Regions from separate parts of the Mus musculus genome. Here region 2 is linked to region 1. The links are chromatin contacts, called in public HiChIP or PLAC-seq maps. All regions are on one chromosome and are shown on one strand. Each heading gives the region's core, a stretch centred on a gene start, on an enhancer-like site or on the middle of the called end of the contact. The rest is flanking DNA. Distances are from core to core; before and after follow the strand shown. Region 1 overlaps Bcat1 (branched chain aminotransferase 1, cytosolic). Region 2 overlaps Lrmp (lymphoid-restricted membrane protein).

Region 1 (6,364 bases), core at 2,171-4,670:
TTTGAACTCAAAGACCTTCGGAAGAGCAGTCAGTGCTCTTACCCACTGAGCCATCTCACCAGCCCTATTCTGAATTCCTTAAACCACCCTGAAGAATGATTTCCAAACCTTTTGTGCTTTCAGTTGAGTTGGTAGGAAATGAATATGTTGTCATTAATTGACTTTTTTATTCAAGTAGGAGAATCAACAATATGAACTAACCAGTACCCCGCAGAACTGTGTCTCTAGTTGCATATGTAGCAGAGGATGGCCTAGTTTGCCATCAATGGGAGGAGAGGCCCTTGGTCTTGGGAAGATCATATGCCCCAGTACAGGGGAATGCCAGGGCCAGGAAGCGGGAGTGGGTGGGTAGGGGAGCAGAGCGGGGGGGGGGTATAGGGGACTTTTGGGATAGCATTTGAAATATAAATGAAGAAAATATCTAATAAAAAAATGGAAAAAGAAAAAGCTCAGGTTAGGGAGGTAGCATGTGTTGGCAGTATGTCAGGTGCCTCCCTTGGTCTGGTGGGATTGCCTTCCTGTTGTAGGAATGGTCTTCCTGTTCCCACCATGCATGCCTCTCCCCCTCAGACTCCGGTCTTCCTGTTCCCACCATGCGCGCCTCTCCCCCTCAGACTCCAGTGTTCCTGTTCTCACCATGCGCGCCTCTCCCCCTCAGACTCCGGTCTTCCTGTTCCCACCATGCGCGCCTCTCCCCCTCAGACTCCGGTCTTCCTGGTCCCACCATGCGCGCCTCTCCCCCTCAGACTCCTTTCTCCTTCCTTCCTCAGATGCTGCATATTCCAACGATGGAGAATGGCCCCAAGCTTGCAAGTCGAATCCTGGGAAAGCTGACTGATATCCAGGTAGCCATCTTCACCACCTGGGGTTGGGGGCCAGCTGGGGAGATGAGATGGCTCAGGGGATAAGAGCGTTTGCTGCTCTTGTAGCGGACCTGTGTTCATTTCATGTCTCAGCACACCCATATCAATCAGTTCACAGCTCTGGCTCCAGGAGTTCTGGTACACTCTTTTGTGTGCCTCTGGCATTCCACATGGATGGTGCACATTCATACATGCAGGCAAAATACTCAGATACGTAAAAGAAAAAAATATTAAAAAAAAAATCCCTCTAGGGCTCAGGCTGTGGTCAGTGAGATAGCCCAAGTTTAGTGCTAAAGCATTATGTCCTCCACATAGTAGAACCACAAAGGAAAGAGATGAAGTGGTGTGATTCAGGGCGAGTAATTTAAACTTAAGGAAGATATTCCTGACAGAATAAGCAGAGTTGAGTAAGACCGGAGATGAAAGAGAGAAGGCGGGGAGGGGGTGGGGGGTGGGGTGGGGGGTGGGGGGTGTGGAAGTGGAGTACTCATGAGGGATGTGGTGTCAGCTAGCATTCCAGAATAAATGTGTTTCAATACTTTAAAATTCTGATTTAAGAGTATAACATGTTATTGTAAAAATGGAAAATATATTAAAAATAGGAGACAGGGTTGGAATATAGTGGTGCTGTCTTAACCTACCATGTGGTAATGTCAGGTCATGTCTCAATAACCAGAGCTGGGGGAGGGGGGAAGAAAGAAAGAGGAATTAAACTTACCCATGGATCTAGCACTTAGATACAATTACTGTTAATTCTAAGTTTTGAATGTTTATAACTCCAATATTATATAAGCATTTACCTGTTTACTTATATTTTCCAACAAGATAGTTGTAATTAAACACAATTTTGTTACCTGCTTTTTCTATATAATAAGCCACCTGCTTTTCTCTCCCGAGTTTCTCAGGCTGGGGACAGAGCTCATTTGGTGGAGTCCTTGCTTACTGGGCACAAAGCCTTGGGGTCAGGCCCCAGCCTCTCACACCAGACAGCTGGTCACATTTGTAATCTCACTACATCTGGAGTTCAGGAGACCAGAGGCCATCCTCCACCAAATGAACTTCCAAGCTAGCCTGGGCTATATGAAACCCTGTCTTAAAAAGCCAAAACTAATAACTAATAAAGAAGGAAAGAGAATAGTTACTTATTGTTTTACACCAGTGAGGTGCTTTCCATAGAGATCTTTTATAAGAAAGTTGGTGAGGAGAACACCTTTAATCCCAGCACTTTGGAGGGATGGGCAAGGGATCTCTGAGTTCAAAGCCAGCCTGGTCTACATCGGGAGTTGGCGTTCAACAGGGCTATATAGTGAGACCTGATTTTTTTTTTTAAAGGTTAAAATTGAAAAGACGCACATAGGGGATGAGTGCTTAAATGCTTGTCACCCACAGAATTCAGGTACCCAGAATCCTATGTAGATTGCTGCATGACATGACAACCCACCTGGTGATTCTGAAAGAAAGCCAGGAGATCCCCAAAGCAATCTGCCCAGTTCAACCAGCCTTATCCATGCGCTCTGGGCTTGATTGAGTGACCCTATCTCTGTGAATAAGGAAGAAGAGTGTCAACCTTAGGACTTTGCATGCACGTGCACATATATATATATGTATCTACATGTCCACATGTCCAGACACATATAGACACGCCTACAACACCACACACACACACACACACACACACACACACACACACTGGAAAAAGGAAAAAAATAAATAACAGACACATGTGGTAGAGCGGTTGAGAAAACCCAAACTTTCCCCTCTTGATTTATGTGCTTCAGGGACGGTGACATTAAATCCAACGTCAGGCCTGGGGAAGTAGAGTATTTCCGGTTGCAGGCACATGCTGGTAATCCAGCACTTGGTGGGTGGACATGGGGATCAGAAGTTCACAGTCATCACACATTTTGCAAGTCTGAGCCCCCCCCCCCCCCCCCCCCCCGTCCACTCAGAATCCATACTGAACAAAGACAAAGGTCGTAACCACAGGCACAGGAGATCAGAGATGACTCGGAGTCAGTCACAAGCACACACCCCCGTGTCCCCCAGTGCGTTAAGCAACAGGGCCTTCCGTCCATAATCAAAACCACATCTTCTTCCCTCAATTATTTTATGCTTGTGTCCTCAAGTCTCCAAATTATCCTCTGACAAGATGGCAAATTGGTGCTGTTAGCCAAGTGACTAGCTCGCCTGTTTCCAAGAAAAATAATTTTAGTAATTACTGAGGGGGAAAAAAGAAGTCTGATGTTACATCATGTTTGACATTTGATCTCTTTGGGTGTTACACAGAAACATGATGTTTCCCTACAAAGTGTTCCACAAAATTAAAGACAAGAGTTAAAAAAAAACCCACAAAAGAAAAATTAAAACCCAAGTTCTTGCCAGTATGACCCAGGGGGAATTTTTGAAACCTCAGATGTATAAACTTTTGAATATTAGGATAAGTACTTGTCCGGTGTAGCTAATTATCCACATTGGTCCCTGGGTGCTAGCTTACGGGACCTTCACTTTACCTCCTGCAAAGGGCACAGTCCCAACACAAGATTGTTTTGTGCCCCACCCCTTCTTTTTATAATGAGGAGGGAGAGGCACTAGCTCTCCATGTCGCCTGCTCTCCTGTTTCCACCCACCCTACACTCCCAGCTCCCACTCTGGGGGTGGGGGGCGGGGCAAAAGCACCTTTGTTTCATGAGGCCACGTCTCTGCTGAGCCTCCTACAACGTGGTTGCATTATAAGGTCATGGCTGTCTGTCCTTCAGTGTTCAATCCCTGTAGGAACCTTTTCATTGGATTTGTTTTTAAGACAGGGTCCCACTGTGTAGACCAGGCTGGCCCTGAACCTTCCAGAGTTCCCCCAGAGCATGTGCGGCACACCTCCTGTGGAAAGCTTTTAAATACCTCCTGAGCTACCTAGACTCCAAAGTTCAGTCACACCCGTCCCTCCTAGAGCTGCTTGAATGCTTGGGTTTTGGGTTTGTTTGTTTGTTTGTTTGTTTGTTTTGCTTTGTTTTAAACTTCTCTTTATGTCCCTTGGGATTAGCACAAGTCTTGGGTAGAGTATACAGACAGTAATATTTCTTCATTGAAAGAAGGAATGAGATGCCAAGATAATTTTTTTTAAATACAGCTCATGTGTTACTTTTGTGTATTTACATATAGGAAGAGACGGGAAATGTCTTAAACAATATGGCATTGATAGGTTTCATATTATTAAACAACATACTTGAGGTAGTCATTTTATAACGAGAAAAGGTTTGTCTAGCTCACAGTTTTAGAGATTAGACATTGGTCTGGTCTCTGAGACTGGCAGGTAGGTGGCAGGTTTCTATGCAGTGAAAGGCAATGGCTCTAGTGAGCTAAGGGCCAAGGCCACAGCTTCAGTTCTGCTATCATTTGGTAGCTCCACCCTGGGGACAGAGCCTTCAAACCAGAGCTATTGAAGAGACACGGCAGACATCACATCACAGCAAGCATCAAATTCTTCCATGGTATCCTAACAAGATGAATATTATTAATACCACCATGCCTGCCTCGGGGCAGCAGGAGCCTGGGCTTCAGGCATCAGGGAAAGGGGTGTGAGGAATGGGCTCTTGTTTCATGGAGTAGGAAAAGGAAGCTGCAGGTTCATCCTGAGGCCATTATCATTTTATTGATTGATTGAGATAGTCTTTTACAGTCCAGGCTAGCCTTAAATGCCTGTCGATCCTTACTGCCTTCACCTCCCAAGTGCTGGGACTACGGGTAGGTGCCAACACACTCATTTTCTTTTTTTAGAAGATTCGCTTTTATTTTTAATTATGTGTCTATGGGAATAGAGGGGGTGGTATGTGCACATGAAACAGAGAGGGTGTTGAATCCGCTGGAGCGGGAATTAAAGACTTTTGAACCCAGGTGCTGATAGAAGCCAGGTCCTCTGGAAGATCAGTCCGAGCTCTTAGCTGCAGAGCCCCTGCTGCAGCTGATGGAGCCTGTGGGGTTTTGTTGAGCTGCTCGCTTTTAGACTGAAGCACGTGTTTTTGCTTTTGTTTCAGTATGGAAGGGTGGAGAGTGACTGGACAATCGAGCTACCCTGACGGCAAAGCTCAGGGTATCGGTGACGGTGCCACAGAAGAGCGACTCCTGCCCTCGAGCTGGGACCACCTGTGACCATCTAGTCTTGCACATTGTAGTCGCGTTCCTCATGTGTTACCAAATGAGGTTTTTTTCCTTGAGCCACAGAAAGTTGCCAGTGTTCAATGCCACCTATATACATGGTAGCAATTGCTTACTGTAGTCTCCCTCACCCTGTACCAGATCCTTAGTAGGAGAATGGGTTCCCAAACCAATAAGATGTCTATGTGCTGGAAGGGCTACTGAGGAAATGTCACAGGCGGCCTCCCTGTGACTCATGGGCACTCTCAGAGCAGGACACTTTGTTTCTTTTGCTGGTGAGGTTCTTTTGTTTTTTGTTTTGGTTGTTTTTTTTTTGTTTGTTTGTTTCTAATTGGGGCAGATTTGGGCTCCCCATGCAGCCCTGCTGGCCTGGTGTTCCCTAATGTTCACCCCGGCTGGTCTCAGACTCAGAGCAGCCTTCCCGTCTCCCTCAGCCTTCTGGATGCTGGGGTGATTGACAGGCGTCCTACCATGATTTGTTTTTGTTTTTTAATCAAAAGTTCGGTCACCTGGATTTCTTTTCTCCGTTGGTCCCTGGGTCCACGCTAAGGTGACTGTCCCTTCTTCGTATCACGGTCTGCACTAATCTCACCCAAGGTGTCTGAGGCTGGTTGTCCGCACTGCCCTTTTTACGTAACTATAACTGGCTGCTCACTGCGCTGCTATGAGACTAGGGGTCCTGTGCCTTCTAGATCTTTGCATCCTCAAAGCCCAGCACATAGTAGGTATTTTCAGTACATGTTTACTCTAAGAATGAACATAGAAGTGTACTTTCTGTCTCTCCATGCTGAAACCCTTTCGGAAGCCAGGCCTGATTTGGGCAGCATGTAGCAGTATTTACCTCAGGCTGTCTTTCCTGTCCATGGACTCCTCCAGACAGCACAGTCAGTTGGAAGAATTGTCTTATGTTTTAAGATTATCTTGGAATTGAAGCGATTGCCCTGGAAAGATGAAATACTAACCACATGGAAGTGACAGATACTATACATTATGTGTTAAATGCCAAATAAAGGGTCAGGTTGGGAGATAAACTCTGGATTTGAATCTTAATCTACACTTTGAACCCTTCTCTTGAAGGAGCATTGACGAAGCGCCTGGCTAGTAACAGACACTAATTCCAGACCATGTTCTCCTTGGTTAGGAACTGTGAGTGAAAAGTTCTCTCATGGCCCAGCTTATCCAGGAGAAAGTCAGGTCTTGATAGAAAGCCTCGGAAGGTCGACACTCAGCCATGGTACATGGTTTCCTGGTTTCCATAGCTTTCAGCTTACTGATGGAACTTGGGTCTCTTCAGAGCCTCAGGGGGAAGGGCTTTATAAAAACTCCACCCATTAGAGACAGTCCTTAAGACA
Region 2 (5,828 bases), core at 903-3,402, 170 kb before region 1:
CTGGTCCAAACTGACGTCTGCTGCAACTGTGAAATATGTGTTAGATTTTGAGCATTTGGTATGAAAAAAAAATTGACCTCATTTTTGCACCTAATAGATCCTGAGATCTCTTAGATATACTAGGTTAAATGGCAGTAACTGTTCACAGGGAGGGTGCATAAATACCAACCCTGTGTCCCTTCAAAACCGGGCAGTTAGAGCATGCGTTAAGAATACTTCTTAGAAGGACAATCATGCTTGCCTCAATGGCCGTTTTAATTCAGAACGAGCAGAGTGCGTTCACATCTTTTAAGATAGAAAGATCTGAGACACCACTTTTAATCCCTCAAGCACCCAGAGGGAGCTTGGAAAGTTTGTGAGCTTCCTGGGCAGTGCTGGGGTCCTGTGGCCCAGCTTCCAGAAGAGTCCCAAGACAGACCAGAGGCATTATTTAGTGTGGTGTAGCCTAGGGTTTCAGAGGTGGTCTAAAGAGCACTAAAGCTGGAATAATGGTTTCCTTTCTCTTCTTGAAACTCAGGAAAACCTCTGCATGCTGGCTTCAGTGAAACTGAGGGGCAAGGGACTCGAGTTTCATCTAAAAGGAAAATGGATGGCTCCTATACCCTTCATTCTGGCTTTGAAAGAGGCCGGGCTGAACATCTTCCCTGCTGTATACTCCCATTTTTATGTGGTCATCAACAATAAGGCAAGAATGTATCTCTCTAAATTTAATGTAGTGGGAACCAAGGACGCTGCTGCAGTTCAACTGTGTCAGGGAAAACACCAGGAACCCAGGTTCCTCTCAGCTAAGATCAGCAGTGTGGTGAGGGGGGTTTGCGGTCCACACCGTCACTGCTGTGCATTGTCTTCGTTTTCATGCAGGGACCACCAGCCCACACAAACACGTCCCCATGGCTGTGTGCTGTTCTGTGCTGCTCCAGGGACTTGGCTCATGAGTTCCTGTGTGAATTTGGGGCTCCTAGAGAATAGGGCTTGCAGATGGCTCTAGCAGCCAGCCTGGCCCCAGAGTGCAGGCACCTGGTAAAGCCCCGTGGTGATAAATGGAAACGCAAGTGCTCAGATTTGTAGGCAGAAGAGCTCTGTACCCAAGAACACCGCCACCACTCTCTGGGGCCCTTTCGCCTGTCAGTAACTGCGTAACACCTGTCAATCGTGTCCTGAGGGTCTGGACGTAAATGCATAGGTAGAAAGGTTTGCAGAGTTAACTGTACTTACTGCTCTGTTCCTGCCCCTGCCCTGGGAGCAACCTTCTACCAGAGAAAGGAACATAATTGAAATGGTCCTGAAAAGTAGGACCACACACAGTCCTCAGCAGGGTGCCGCGTAGAGCCTTGGACCGCAAGGTGTGTGGCCATCAGAGCTGGAGAGTGAGGTGGGTATGCCTCAGGGGGTGTTGGGGAGGAGGCTCGCTAGGTGGAAAGCACAGCTGCAGCCACACCCTGGGAGAGCAGCCCTCGGTCTGGTCTGCTCTGCCTACGCTAGGCTAGGAAGGATGCAACGGTAGGGGTCGGCTCACAGAGGTCAGCTCACAACAGCCTTAGTGGACACTCTTCACCTTAGGGGGTGTGCAGAAAGGGAAAACCATTGCCTAATTTTGAGAGTAGAGCCACAGAATCCGATTTCAACCTTGAAACGAACCCTTCTGTCTGAAGGACAGACTACAGAGAGGTCTGATGGAGACGACGCTTGCGGGACATTGTAAGACTGACTGTACGTATCCTCCCGTGGACAGGTACCCCAGGTGGAGTTGAAGGCCTATCGGCAAATGGCCCTGCTGAGCTCTGCCTTCTCGTTTGGCTGGAGCAAGTGGAACATGGTCTGCAATTCCACAAGGGTTGTGATTCGGGTAAAGTGTGCAAACCCAGAACCTAGAAAACACCCGAGAAGGGAGGGAGGGTGTGGCCCCCTCCACCTCTCAAAGATGTGAAATGAGCATTCAAAACCAAGTTCTCAAGTTCTGAGTTCTAGCCTCTCAGACCTTCACCACTATAGTGCCAAATGCCGTGCCATTGTGTCTGTGTTGACTCCAGAGCAAACAGGAAAACCATGTGTGTGGGAGTGTCTGTGTGGCTCATAGCCCTCTACGGAGGCCAGGCATTCAGCATAACTTCTGACACATCACTGTGTATGAGTAGGAAGGACACTGTTTTCATGCTCAAGGTTGACTGAGTTTCTCTCCGAGTTGTGTGGGAAGCCAGGGTCTCATACACGTTGTGTACCAAGTGCCCCACCCCTGAGCTCCGCCCCTGAGCTCCGCCCAAGCTCCACCCCCCAGCTCCATTCCCGAACTCCACCCATGAGCTGTAAAGCTGTAAAGCTTTCCTTGTTGCTCCCTACTTGAGTACAGCCTCCTTGAGAGCTGGGTCTCACTGATGCAACCAGTGTCTCTGGTTTGGGTGCCCGCTGCGCCCTCATCTCCCAGAGCGGTAGCTGGGCACAGCATAGGCACCCGGGTACCAACCAATGCTTGCTAGATGCTTCATGGTTTAAAGCAGTTCAGAACCACAGCACGCAGAGTGCCTTTTGCTATGTTTGCCAACATGCTCCTTTCCTTCCAGCACTGGGGAGGCTGAGCCAGCCTGGTCTACCTCATGAGAGACTTATCTGCAAGCTGGGTAATTTGGGTACCCAGCAGTTCCATCTTCCTTCCTTGTGTATGTTTGGCAATCCCAGAATTCACGTTCTCTTTCTAGGTGAGGGAACAACTGTCAGAAGAAACAGAGCACCATACCTGGTCGCTCCTCATGTTCAGTGGTGACAGAGCGCAGATGCTCAAGATGCAGGAAGAGAACGACAAGTTCTCGGAGGCCCTCAGGGAGGGCACCGAGTTCCACTCCACCTTGTACCACATGATGAAGGACTTCGCCTCCCCCGTGGCAATGGAGAGGGTCAGGCATTCGAACTGCCAGTTCATCGACTCAGTGTGCTACATGCTGCTGTCTATCCGCGTCCTCAGCTATTCCTAGCTATTCCTAGCCCTTACAGCGTGTGTAAGCATGGTGGACCCTTATACCGAGAGGAATCAGGTATCTTTCCAGTCAGCCGCTAAAGTGATTTAAGAGCACCAGGCGTTCCAGCCACACTGCACAAAGATTTGAATGGTCTTTATTTGGATACATCTCAATAAAGTCTGATGCCTCTCACTCAGAAAGCTCATTAAAATACCCTAGGTGGGGTCCCCTCCCTTTTGTAGTCCCCTGTGCTTTTGTTGGGGAATAAAAAGATCCCAGCTGCTGAGGACCCTAGCTTTGCACTATAGTTACTAAAAAAAAGTTACCAATTTACAAATCTCAGAAGGAAACGTTAAAATCCAAGGGTACATTGAGCTGCACGTCAGTCACACTGGCAGTGGTCCATCATGCCCGAGTCTGGTAAATGGCCATAAGATGTGTTCTAGAGACAGCCAGGAGTCCCCCTCCTGTGTGGGCGCAGCCTCCACGGCTGTCTGGAAGAGCTGACCTGTGAGGAAGCTCATCAGCGCTGCGATCAGTATGATGATGAGCCCCGTGAGCCAGAGTGCTCTGTTGGCTCTTCTGAAGGACGCCTGCAGGTGAGTGACCCAGGAAGCCACTGAGCTGCAGCTGTGGGGAGGGCACAGACGGAGAGGGTGGTCACTGAGTGGGGCCTGGAGACTCTCCTTCGTTCAGGGGACACTGGTCTCTGAGTGCCAAATAGCGCTGCCTTAGATGCACGCTAGGATGGAGCTCTTGGCTTGGGGCACAGCCTGCTCCCCAACATTGATAACTATTGGAAAGAACTAGGCCTGCCTCAACCCTAAAGACGTAATGTAGGCACGCACGAACTTCTAACATGCATCCACCTCATCCTTCAGTCAAGCAAAGCAGGGTTAGTGTACTTCCCACTACAGTCTGCAGCCCTCTGCGCTCCCGTTCAAACGAAAGAAAACCCAAGGTTTCCATCTGCCTCATTAACCTCCGCCCTAGCCTCCACAGTCCGCCCAAGCCAGGGCTTTCACTGCCCTTAAAAGCAGCTGCTGAAGCCAGAGACTGGGAAGGCCTGGCTCCAAGCCAAGGCTGCCTGGACCGAGGTCAAGTTCCTGCCTGGTGTAAAACTGTTAGGTGGGGCCCTTCTATAAAGCAGTCTGATCAGTAAGCTTAGCCCAGTGCCCTCCATCCCCCGCCTCGCCTCCGCCCCGCCCCGCCCCCTGCCCCACCCCCACCCCTGCCCTCAGTAAGCACAGCTTACATTGTGCCCCTGTCCCAGGCCAATGTGCTGCTTCTCCTCTCAGAAAGGCTGGGCTTCCTGGTCCCCTCCACTGCCTCTTCGCCTTGTGGTTCTGGGGCGTCTCTGGCTCTGCAAGTAAGTTTTGACACTAATGACAAGATTCACTCATAACTCAGAGTGCTCAGAAATATCACATTCTAAATATTCGCTCACAAAACTTACTGGAATTTAAAATAACATCTGTGTAGTATAATGGTCAGGTGAGACCCACAAGGGGAGGTTCAGGAAGAATTACAGAAGTCAGTCTTAGCCTCCTCTAATCAATAGCATGGATGTATATGCACATCTGTAACCACATTTTTAAAAGTATGTTGATAACACATTTCTTGAAATGATGAATACTTAATAGAAGTTTATTATCATATTTCAATATCTTCTACAAGCAGCTGAGTGCATTTGTAGTAGAAATTTTTCTTTGTTTTGAGACAGAGTCTCATGGTCAGCCCTGGCTGGCCTCACACTTGGGGAGACTCTCCTGTCTCCGTTCCTCAGAGCAGGGATCCCAGGCGGGCTCCTCCACTTTTGGATTCTTTTTGATCGTGTTTTGGATCAGTGCTAACATGGAATACAGGCTATGTGTATTAAAGGCATCTGAACATATTCTGAATGCTAAGCTAGTTAAAGCCAAGGAGGCTACATGGAGTCTATTTTAAATCATAACCTAGGCAGGGCTCCCTCCACCTAAGCAAACTTACTTCTGTAACTGAGGGCTCCTGGTTGGATATGAATTTGGAAATCCTTAGCTCAACACTCCCAGTTGCCAAAGAGGACAGTGTCTGAGGAGGGGCCTGAGGCACACTCTGGTGAGTTCCTGATCTCAGTCTCTGTTTACAAAGCCTGAGTAGGAGCTTTAAGCAAACGGTCTCTGAAGGAGGCACTGGGCATGCTCCCCACGTGGCTCACAACAGATCCACCACTATATCTAAGGGGGAGTACATGCCACAGGATCCCGGGATGTGCAAGATGCCTATGGTGTCTCTTCCTGCTGCTCGGGACTGAGGAAGGATGCTGGAGGCGCTCTGTGAATGTGAAGTCACCTCAGAAGAAGAGATCTGAGGGAGATGATTTAACAGGTGTCAAAACGGAAAAGCAAGGTGGGGCGAGGAGGCAGCGTGATGCGAAACGTTGCCACTCATCTTCCCTGCTCTGCTTTTCACTATGGAAGCACGCAGCATATTTTAACTTACTAAATTTGCTAGCTTTGGTGGTGACACCTGTAATCCCAGCATTCAGGAGGCTGAGATGGGACAGATTGCTATTAGTTTGAGGCCAGCTAGGGATACATAGCAGCCCCCATTCATCAAAAAGACAAACATTGCTGAGCAGAGAACCAAATGGCCCTCCTTTATGCAAGACAGATGAGTACACACATCACAAAGGGCCATATGTTGTACATGTAAATGTGTTCTGTATCCGTTCCCCATGTTAGCACTCTAAGGTGGTGATTTCCCTTCTATGGCTCTGATGATAGGCATGCCTAGGTCTGGGAAATTCCAAGGAATTATTTAACTTAAAAGGTTGCCATCCTGAGGGCTGGCGGAGCCACTCTGTTCCCAACTGACATTTATAAAGCGGTTCACAGC

What was found. HiChIP or PLAC-seq counts read pairs in DNA pulled down with a chosen protein or histone mark.
Region 2: an Esrrb HiChIP or PLAC-seq map of embryonic stem cells shows a contact between it and region 1, with 4 times the contacts expected there. The contact joins two enhancer-like sites. A contact is called at or near these places in 11 of 39 promoter capture datasets (the 3T3-L1 cell line, 3T3-L1-derived adipocytes, the C10 cell line and 7 more), 23 of 484 Hi-C or Micro-C datasets (B cells, the Ba/F3 cell line, the C2C12 cell line and 13 more), 7 of 115 datasets of contacts at active chromatin or transcription factors (bone marrow-derived macrophages and embryonic stem cells) and 1 of 9 other capture datasets (embryonic stem cells).

Annotation. Positions count from the first base shown.
Region 1 is chr6:144,998,832-145,005,195 of GRCm38.p6, reverse strand. Bcat1 (branched chain aminotransferase 1, cytosolic) reads left to right here. Exons shown (of 11, transcript NM_007532.5): 10 at 771-845; 11 at 4,892-6,364. The coding sequence ends at 4,933. Among named protein-coding and RNA genes, the nearest start is that of Gm26666, 46 kb to the left of the region's middle. Within about 2 kb of position 3,420, at least 52 of the 459 cell types and tissues checked have an H3K27ac peak or open chromatin away from gene starts, as enhancers often do. A contact at or near this core is called in embryonic stem cells, where this site is marked.
Region 2 is chr6:145,172,190-145,178,017 of GRCm38.p6, reverse strand. Lrmp (lymphoid-restricted membrane protein) reads right to left here. Exons shown (of 19, transcript NM_008511.4): 18 at 4,207-4,314; 19 at 3,090-3,581. The coding sequence ends at 3,338. Casc1 (cancer susceptibility candidate 1) reads left to right here. Exons shown (of 16, transcript NM_177222.4): 14 at 518-685; 15 at 1,733-1,846; 16 at 2,694-3,146. The coding sequence ends at 2,966. Among named protein-coding and RNA genes, the nearest start is that of Gm15543, 7.2 kb to the left of the region's middle. Within about 2 kb of position 2,152, at least 52 of the 459 cell types and tissues checked have an H3K27ac peak or open chromatin away from gene starts, as enhancers often do. A contact at or near this core is called in embryonic stem cells, where this site is marked.